2 separate regions of the Gossypium hirsutum genome follow, and region 2 is linked to region 1. The links are chromatin contacts, called in public Hi-C maps. All regions are on one chromosome and are shown on one strand. The core of a region is the stretch at or near the end of the contact, and the rest is flanking DNA. Distances in the headings are between cores, read along the strand shown. Region 1 holds the start of LOC107926830 (probable ribose-5-phosphate isomerase 3, chloroplastic). Region 2 holds the start of LOC107945971 (probable serine/threonine-protein kinase WNK9).

Region 1 (5,489 bases), core at 1,362-3,861:
CTACCAACTCAGATATCAAGATATTATAATCAGAACAAAATAATTGACATTCATTATAATGGTGCACAGAAAATGTGGAGGCAAATAATTTTTACCAACCACTTACAATAATTAATATTAAATTTCATAATATGAAAGTGAAAAAATCCATGTATTTATTTGAATAAAATTTATTTGAATTATAAAACATAATGAATCCTGAGTCCGTTAAAACTATAGTATATTGGTAATGAACCTCTAGATGAAACTTTTCACGTGTGTGACCTAGTGACGTCTAAAGGAGAATGGAGTACAGAATGGTTATCTACGTGCTCCCCAAAGATATTATTGTCTGAATATGTGCTTGCAACACATGTTGAGGGAGTCGGATTCTGATCAAATCTCTTCGCAGTGGTTGTCGGTAGGGAAGTTCTCTCTTGCAAAAACGTATAAGCATCTTTTAAACACTAGTGGACCAAGGCAATTTGGGTATGACAGATTAATTTGGAGAGTTGTGACACCTCAAAAGGTGCGAGTTTTTCTATGGTTGCTTATCCAAAATAAACTTTTGACTAATTAGGATTTTACAATGAGACGTATGACATCGACTCCTTTTTGCAAACAATGTGGTTGGTCCTTGGAAATGCCAATTCACGTGGTGAGGGATTGCGGTTTTGCTCAGTCTATTTGGAAAACATTAGTTCCTAGGCAAATTTGGAGTTTTTTTTTCTTTAACTCAACACTTAAGAGATGAATTCACTATAATATCACGAATAAAGAGGAATTAAAATTCGGTGGAGGAGAATGGTCGATGTTTTTTGCAACAGTCACTTGGTTCCTTTGGAAGAACTGTAATGACTTTATCTTCAACAATGCTAGTGAGAGTAGTCAAAATTTAATAGCTTCGGTTATGGCATGGGCAAGATCATTTGGAACCAATGGCAACATAAAGCAAATGACATGCAAGTCGAGGACAAAAAATAGTTGGCAAAGGCCTGAACCAGGATGAGTCAAGAATAATATTGATGGCTCGATGTTGACAAGCAGACAAAGGGCAGCAATAGGAAGAGTGCTGAAAGGACCAAGTAGAGGGCGGTTGGTGGGTTTTGAAATGGTAACAGGTATGGTTGATATCTTCCAAATTGAAGCTCGGGATATCCTTAAAGGCTTGAAGCTAGCATGGATGAGAGGTTTCAGATAGGTTAAGTTGGAAAGCGACAATGCCATTTTGATTGATATTATTAGGAATGACTTTGCAACAAAGAGTAATACAGTGAAAGTCTAACTGATTCATGAGTGGTGTAATAGAGAATGACAATTTAAACTTCAACATGTCTTGAAGGAAAGTAACAAGGTTGCTGATTGCATAGCAAATGTAACAGGAAGTGAAATGAATAAATTGGTTGTATTCGTTGATCCAACTTCACATTTACCAAAGTTTCTGGAGGAGGATATTGACAACTCGATGCAAATAATGTCGTCTGGGCTCTAACTTTATTAGCATTTTATTCATGTTCTAAATCTTCTTTTTCACCAAAAAAAAATGAATCCCTTAACCAAAACATAACCCAAGAAAATACAAAAAATTGGAATCTTAAATATGATAAAGCAATAACCATAAAACCACATATTCATTAACCAATAAAATTCATTTCTAAAATCCCCTCAATCATTCAACATTCTGCAATCACTCTACACAGAATCAAAATTTTTTTTTCTTTTTTTCTTTTTTTCTTTTTTAACAAATTACCCCCTCACACAAAGTAAATTCCACTCAACACTTAATTCACTTAGTCATAACCTCTATACCAGTTTTCCCTGCAATGATGACAGAGGTAGCCATTCCTAAAAACAGCCCATGTTCCACTACACCTTCCAAGGCAGAAATCTCTTTCCCAGCTCCAAACCCATCTTTAATTGGATTCTTGAAATACAAATCCACAATGTAATTCCCATTATCAGTGACATAAGGCTTTTCACTACCATCCCCTACTAACCTCAACTTTGCTTCACAACCCAACTCTTTAAACAGCCCTTGCAGTCTAACTAGATTGTATTTCCAGCAAAACTGCACAACTTCAACAGGCATAGCTAGACCACTCCCTCCAAGCCCTGAAACTAGCTTACTATCATCGGCTACTACAATGAAGGAAGATGAAGCTGCTTCAACCATTTTCTCACGCAAAAGTGCACCGCCTCGGCCTTTAACCAAGTCAAGGTTAGGATCAACTTCATCAGCACCATCAATAGCAAGGTCAATACGGGGATGCAAGTCAAGGGTAGATAAGGGAATGTTAAGTGATGCAGCTTGTTCTTGTGTTCTTTTCGAAGTTGGGATACCTACGATGTTAGAAAGTTGGCCCGTGGAAAGGAGTTGGCCTATTTTGTCGACCACAAAAGCTGCTGTTGATCCTGTTCCTAGGCCTAGGATCATGCCTGATTTGACTGACTCAACTGCTTTGTCAGCTGCAAGCTTTTTAAGATCATCTTGGGAAAGCACTGGGGCGGCTTGGGACCTAATGGAGAATGGTTTCTGGGATGGGGTGCGTAGGTTCAGAGGGGTGCAGCGTAGGATAAGAGGGTTGGTGGAGGTGTGGTGGAGGGAGGAGAGGTTGAGGGATAAGGAAGCCATTGGTTTTTGGTGAATGGAATGAAAGCCTGAAAATGGGGTTGTAGATATGATGAAAGGTTGTGGTCAGTGGCTGTTGGATTGCATTTGCTTTGATATATGATCTGTGTTTGTTGGTTTTTGGAGAACTTGAGGTCAAAGATTGAAGGATAGGGAGAAGGGGCTGCTGAGATTTGGTTGGTTAATTGGTTAGATGATTACATTATTGGTTGGTGGGGACTCAATTTGTTTGTTTGAGAACTTGAGAGGGGTGTTGGGCCTCGGGAGGTTTGAGAATTTGGATTGGATATCTATACTGAAGATTGTCTCAAAAAGGAGGCTTCTTTCTTCTCTCAAAAGATTATCTCTTGACCATTTGAAAAAAATTACTGTCATTTTGGTTTGATCAGCAAGGCAAAGCTCTCAAAAACATGGCTTTGAACTTAAACGGCAGCGCCTGACATCCTTCTAGTTTCGTCTTTTTCCAAGAATTGATTAACCATTAAAAGTGGGCACTATAAAAGTTTGTCTTTTAACTTTCTCTCAAATTATTCTCGCTCCTTGTGGTTCTTTTTCCTTCACAAGACAATTTTTATATCAGCAATCTCATTAACCTCTTAAACCATGGCGGCTGCTGAATCAGCTACTGCAATTCAAAGAAACCAAGTGAGTATTCCAATAAAGTCTCTGTACCCTTTGTTTGGTTTCTGAAACAACTTGAGAAATTTAGTGGGAAAAACAAGGAATCTGGCAACTGATTATCTTTCGGATTTTTTTTTCTGGTTGATTGAAAAAGATTCGTTTGTTACTATGTTGTATATAAAATTTTCATCACATATTTCTTGGTGTAATTGCAAGAAAGATTCTTAAAACCTTTAACTTGATTGGGAATTTTTTTGTTTATTAGGTTGATCTCTTGGACTTTATTGATTGGTCTGGAGTTGAATGCCTTAACCAAAGCTCTGGTCACTCCCTGTCCAATGCTCTCAAGCAGGTGACTCTCTTCAAGCTATTCTTGTTTCTCTGTTCTTCATTTTTACTCCCTTAATACTAGCTAATTGTCAATTGTCATTGAATTATTTAGGCAGACATTTGTACTTTTTTTATGTTGGAAAAATCATGGTTTAGTTTATTACTTTAGGGTTGACTTCATTGTCCAATGCATTTATCTTGTCTTAAGTTGCTTTTGTGGGAATTGCATATTATGAAATAATTAAAAGTTTTATGGTCATGGATTATTTAGGGTTATAGAGAAGATGAAGGTTTTAATCTAGAGAGTGATGCAGATGAACAACTCTTCATATATATATCCCTTTCACTCAAGTCGTCAAACTACATTCCATTGACGTCAAGGGATCCGAAGAGGAAGGTGAAGTTTTGTATATGATTATCTTCCCATAAATCTTTATTAATTATGTTTATATGTATCTTTTAATTTGTACATTTATGCATCTGAATATCTGATCACGAAATCAAACTCATTGAATACCGGTTCCGAATCCCACCCTTACTAATTTTACCTTTGATGTTGTTGATTGTTGTAGTATTTTACCATGAAGATTGTCTTCTGCAGGTCCAAAGACGGTGAAACTTTTTAGGAACAGGGAACATATGGGGTTTAGGTAATTTGAATTATAACATTCTCGGGATTGGCTTAACATTTCACTGATGATATTTCATTGTACTTGAATGTAGTAATGTCAATGACTTCCCTCCAAGTGACACTGCTGTTTTATCTCCAGACAATCTTTAGGTAGCTCTTCTTTGTCAGTCTTTCATTGTCGGAAAACTGCTATTTTGTAAGGATATTTTAAGAAATCATTCTCTCTTCTTTTGCAGGGAAAATCAGTAGCCTTAAAGTGTGTCAAGTTTCAGAATGTTCGTAGGTACGTTTATAGTTTGCCCACTAATGTACCGGGTTTAGTCTTGATCATCACGTTAACCATACTAATGTTAATGGTACTTTATTATGTTTACCAGCTTGACAATATTTATTGAAGACAACCACTCGGGTTCTGAAATCACAAAAGTTCAGAAGACTGCTTTATATGGATCAACGTAAGTTCTTAATAATTCCTTGTTCTCTGCATCATTTTATGCCATTTTCTATACTGCCAGACTCCATTGACAAATTTTAGTATTTACATATTGTTCAAAGGATGAACTCATGCTTTAGTCACATGTCAACTCGATTTGAACATACAGTGATGGTTATTAGTGAGGGATAATAGTGATTATTTTATATTGAATTATCTTTCTCACACCTGAGCTTTCAAAATTCTGAAACTACATGAACCCAGAGCTTGTTTGCATTGCCTATAACTAGCAAAGCAACTGACGTAGCATAAGATATGGCATATCCTGTTTTTCCTTCTTATTAGCAACTAGCGAGTTTCTAGATCACTACCAAGCAACGATATCAACCCCTCCATAGGGATTTGTTGGCTATTATGTTAGTGAATTGCGTATATACAAGTTTGACTATCACCTGTTCCATAATTCCAATTCCTGCATGTTCCCTGATATTTTTACTTCTGGTTAATGTCGTCATAAATTTTATCACCCTTGCACAAACTAATGATCGTCTTAGCGTATACATATGGCATATGCAACTCAAGATATATCTGATAATTGCATTTCCTCTTGTTGTTGCAGTAACGAGATGCGACATCCATTATATATGCAGATATATATATATATTAACTGTTAAATCTGGTGATATTTTGTTTGTAATGCAGGGTGGAAACGACAGACATGAAGGGGTTGAAGAAGATTGAGGAACATTGACCTTGAAAGGAGCTAAGAGAAAATCAAGAACATGAATGAACCCTTATGGCTTGGGACACTTACTTTGTTTTCTTCTTCTTTTAGTTTTGATTACTGAATTACTTTGACGAAAAAA
Region 2 (4,985 bases), core at 718-3,217, 350 kb before region 1:
CAATCATCAATCTGTAGAAAAGGGTCATTTAACAACTCTCTCGCAGATAGCCTCAAAGACACAGTTGCCAAACATTTCTCAACAAATTGTCGGACTTCCGGATCCTTAACTTTATACAAAGCATCTGGTTTTCTACCCTAAAAATAAGAACGCGTGTTAATGAAAATTCGGTCATTCCAGCAGATGAAACAAAGCGAGAAAGCAAGTCAAGCAAAGTGAAAAGCCCTTACGGAGATAACTTTCTTGTAGATTTGAGCCGGATGGGTGCATTCGCTATAAGGATACTCGAAAGTAACCATTTCTAAAATGCACATTCCGAACGAATAAATGTCAACTAATTCATTGTAGGCTTCTTCGTAAACCTCTGGAGCCATAAACTCTGGTGTTCCTGAGGAAAAAGCAAGCCCCAAAAATGGTGACTTTCCATTTTATTGAATCAACCCCCTCCCCCCCAACTCGAAAAGTTCAATATTTCTCAAACAAGATAAGACAGTCTATTGTTTCGTACTGAAATCATTTCTATGAGTCAACCAAAGTTTAAGTTCAGTTCAAGTTAACCCGAAAATTGGTTAAGATAAAACATACCAACACAATGAGCAGCATGAGATTTGCGGAGAATCGCAGCAAGGCCGAGATCGCCGATCTTAACTTCTCCTTGGTTGCCATTGACAAAAATATTGTCACATTTAAGATCTCTATGAATCACAGGGGGATCATGGCTATGGAGATAAAGAAGGCCTCTCAAGATCTGCCTACACCAATGCTTCACTGCTCTAATGTTCACTCTCTTATGCTTTAGCCTATACCTGCAAGGGGATCCCCCATCATAAACAAAATATCAAACATCTAATAAACAACACCAAAAGAAGCCATATTTTTAACATTAAAAAACACAGATTTTGGACATGTTTTTTTCTTACTGTCTTAAAGTTCCAGAAGTGAACATTTCAGTGACAAAATTAATGTTCCTATTGGCGGTGTCAACCCAAGAAGTATAGAACTTCATAATATTCTTGTGCTTCAATGTCTTAAGGAGATGAATCTCACAATACAGTCTTTCAAGATCTTCAGGGCTTTGAAGAAAATCATAAAGTTTGACTTGGTTCCAAGCAACTTCAATCCCTTCATACTCATCAAATGCTCTATAACTGCAATAAACATCAACCATATATGTTATGCCCCCCCCCAAAAAACACTTCATTGGAAATATCAAATGGAGCTCAAATTCTGTAAAAAAGAAAAAGAAAAGAGGATGCACAGAAGCAAATATAATGAAGAAATATAGACTGGGTATTGAAAAAAAATGGGAAAATATTTGAGTTTTGAACCATACACTGTCTTTGAAGCTCCTTTTCCAAGGATTTCATTGTACTGCAAACAAAAGAAAGAAAGGAAAAAGGACAATACAAAGAAGGTATAAGAATCAAAAACTTCAACTCAAAACTAAAAAAAAAAAGGAAAAAGAAAGTTAATTTATGAATACTCTGCCATATCTTCCAGTTGGATCAACTTCAACAAACTCAGAACAATCTGGTTCTTCAAGATGTAAAAGACCATTCATACTCAAAAGATTAAAAATTGTAATAAAAAAGGAATAAATTTATTTTGTGTTTATGTTATCCTTTATTTTCTTCCTTTTCCTTGTTAAAACAAAGATTTCTCGTTGTAAACTGGGCAAGAAATGAGGGGAAATTTTGTGGTTTTTTCATACAAATATAAATAAATAAAAACAACTTTTCTGTAGCCTTTTTGGAGAGCGAGAGAGAGAGAGAGGAGGGGGGAAGGGAAAGAGAGAGAAAAAGAAAGATGAAAGAAATGAAGAATTACTCGCATGAAAAGGAGCAAAGAGAGAGTTTTTGAGTTAAAAGACGAGTTTTTGGGCAAAACCTGCCACTTTTTCTTGAGGGGATGCATAAAAAATGAAAAAAAACACCCCCATGAAAGAACATGACAAACAAGTGAAATAAATCTTAAGAAAAGAAAATGTTAAAAATTTCAAGGTAATTTAATTCATTAGAAAACAATGACCCCACCTTTGAAGTTTGATGCTCAAACCTGTTTCATGTTCCAGTTTTTATCACATACATATGTTACAATTTGGACATTAAATAATCCAAATAAACAACTGCTACTTTGTCAAAACTGTGTAAGATCTAACATTCTAACTCCCTGTGTCTCCCATACCAAGCTCCAACCTTTTACCTAACCACCAATAAAAACTCCATATTTCTTAAATATTTTTTTTCAAGAGGAAAAATTTTATCATTGAATTGAGAGTCTCAGTCACCACAATGCCATGCACCACATAATAAGATTCGTCAAAGACTTTTCATTTAACATTTATTCTCATGATAAATTTTAATATCGAATCTGACCATTCAACATGTTAATTGTCTTTATACAATTCATCTCTAAGATAATCTTTTTAACCCTTTTAGTCCGTGCTAGTTTAACTCCCTTAAAAGCCTTCTATAACTCAGCTGCCAGCACTAGACAAATCCCTAACTCACGGGAGAACCCCCTCAGCCAATGTCCCCCATTGTCCTTGGCCACTTGGCCACCCCCCCCCCAGCAACTAACGAGCCAACTCCCACAGTTGCAATAATATTCACCTTTATCAATTTCCCTTCCGGCACCTCCCATCTTATCCCCCTCTTCCTCTAATGTTATCCAACTCTGTTCTAATTCAGTTGAAGATTTAAAAAAGTTATCTAGCCAACTTTTTTTTCCCTTTTCTATATTTTTCTTTTAAAAATCATTAAGTACCCATTTTTCTATTGATCACATATTCTAATATTCACCAACCTTCAATTTAATTTATGTACAAAATCAAAGGGAAAAAAAACAAAATTAGCTTTTAAAACTGAGCCACACATGTATATATGGGTTAGGTACATTATTAAAATTATGATTTTATAATCGTAACGATGTTATTATTTTTGGTTAATAGAAAATAAGTTAGATCCAATGAAATCATATTAGAATCTTAAAACATTTGTTCATGCTGAACATTGGACAAACTTAATATTTACCGTCAAATAAGATATCCAATCATATATTTGAATCAATAATGGTGGATTTACTTTTTTGTGAATTTGATTTTTAATATTCGGACAAACAAAGAATTCATGAGTTTGTGATAAACACCAAATATAAGCAAACAAGGATAGGATAAATCTCCCCAACACACCATTTTTGTGTTGAGAATTTTAGAGAAAAAAAAGAAATTATTAAAAAAATAAAGGGCTTGAACTTGCTATATATCTGACTTTGCCATTTGCAACTTTGAGGGATAGCTTTAATAGGAGGGTGGCTTCCTCTAATTTGCTAAATGCTAACTACTCTTCGATTTAGCATTATAAAGGCTCATTTACCACTTATTTATATTTTTTTATTTAAATTTATATTATTTGTCAAATCACCTTAAAATAAATAAAATGTTAACGTTTATTATCTTTACTGACATAGCATACACATGGGCTACCGTGTAGATGTCACGTTAACAAAGTCAACAAACATTCATTTTTCTTATCATTTTTGAATGATTTGATAAATAATACAAACTCAATAATTAAAAGAAACGAAAAATTAAATAAAATACTAAAGTGAGTTCTCTTGTAATACGTAACTTTTTTATAATTAAATTAATAATGTATGCCAATTTTTCCTTATATTTAATTTTTTATTGTGATAAACCAATGAATGTTATATTTATAAATGCAATGAAAATTTATTGTGATAAAAGTGGTAGGATAGATTTGATTTAAATGCAGTGAAGAACAACTATGAGAATAATGTTAATTTTCAACTTTGTTTTAAATGATTTTAAATTTTAGTAAGAGCAGGTGAAGATTATTTACCTATAAATAGGCCATCATTTTATGAAAAATAAATAAATAAGAGAGAAAAATGCCATCATTTTTCATGTGAATGAAGTTTGTTGAATTTGAATTCAATGCTTTAAAATGATTACAAATTAAGGACCTAATATATTACTATATCTTTCTCTTTACTTTGCAAAAAAATGAAATTTTAAATATGGCTACCTTATTTTAATTTTTTACTCACATTGATTTAATTATCTTTTTTTTATCAAATTATATAATAAAAATTTTAATATTAAAATACACTTCAAGTCATTGCATTATTTGTACATTTGAAATTTAATTCTTTTATTTTTGACTTAAAAAATTCGAGTCTAGTTAAGTCTTCTATTAAATTTATTGGTGCAACATATTAAAATTAAAATAAAAACACATTTAGTGGTCATGTAATAAAAATGTATTGTAATGAACATGGATTTAATAGAGAATTTTAACAATATTAACAATTATTAAAAATTCATGTTAGCAATTTAATAAGAATAAAGTATTTAGATTAACTAATGATATTATAAAAATTAAGATACCAAATTATGTAAAAAAAATTAAAGTATATAGATTAAATAAAAAATTTAAACATAATATATTGAGTATAATCTAAAAAGAATAGAAGGTGATAACATGTGTAACATGAGAAATGCCCATATCATTTATTTTTATATATAATAGCACAGATTAGGGATGATTGTGTTAGGTATGAAATGACTTCAGTCATGTTATGATACTATGCTTAATTTTGAGATTTAATCTGTATATTTTTATTTGGTATGTATTAGTATTGAGTATGACTCCTATTTCAGTCAAATTTGAAAAATAATCTTTCAGTTAAACTCTGTTTATTTGTTTCAATCAAACTCTGATTGTCTAGATTATTTTATTATTATTTGACCTATAAATTTAGCCTATAAATAGGCTCTTTTACAATCTTAGAAAATACACCCGTTAGAGATTAGAACTCATAACACATTTAGAGAATTTTGTATTTACATTTTGAGGGTTCTTTGTTTTCGGGGTTTAGTTTTTCCCTCCATCTTTTGTACTATTCATTCTTTTGCTATTATAATAAAATTATCTTTGCCCGTGGTTTTTTTATCCTCTTTGGAG

Evidence for each region. Hi-C and Micro-C count contacts between places; a contact is called where the count stands out from the background.
Region 2: a Hi-C map of leaf shows a contact between it and region 1, with 2.2 times the contacts expected there. The contact joins the promoter of LOC107945971 here to the promoter of LOC107926830 in region 1. A contact is called at or near these places in 2 of 34 Hi-C or Micro-C datasets (both in leaf).

The regions. Positions count from the first base shown.
Region 1 is chrD11:58,786,740-58,792,228 of Gossypium_hirsutum_v2.1, reverse strand. It overlaps LOC107926830 (probable ribose-5-phosphate isomerase 3, chloroplastic), which reads right to left and starts at 2,611. Exons shown (of 1, transcript XM_016857765.2): 1 at 1,592-2,611. The coding sequence starts at 2,611. The coding sequence ends at 1,766. It also overlaps the pseudogene LOC107926831.
Region 2 is chrD11:59,138,544-59,143,528 of Gossypium_hirsutum_v2.1, reverse strand. It overlaps LOC107945971 (probable serine/threonine-protein kinase WNK9), which reads right to left and starts at 1,967. Exons shown (of 7, transcript XM_041104597.1): 1 at 1,484-1,967; 2 at 1,334-1,371; 3 at 921-1,148; 4 at 586-806; 5 at 231-388; 6 at 1-137. The coding sequence starts at 1,561.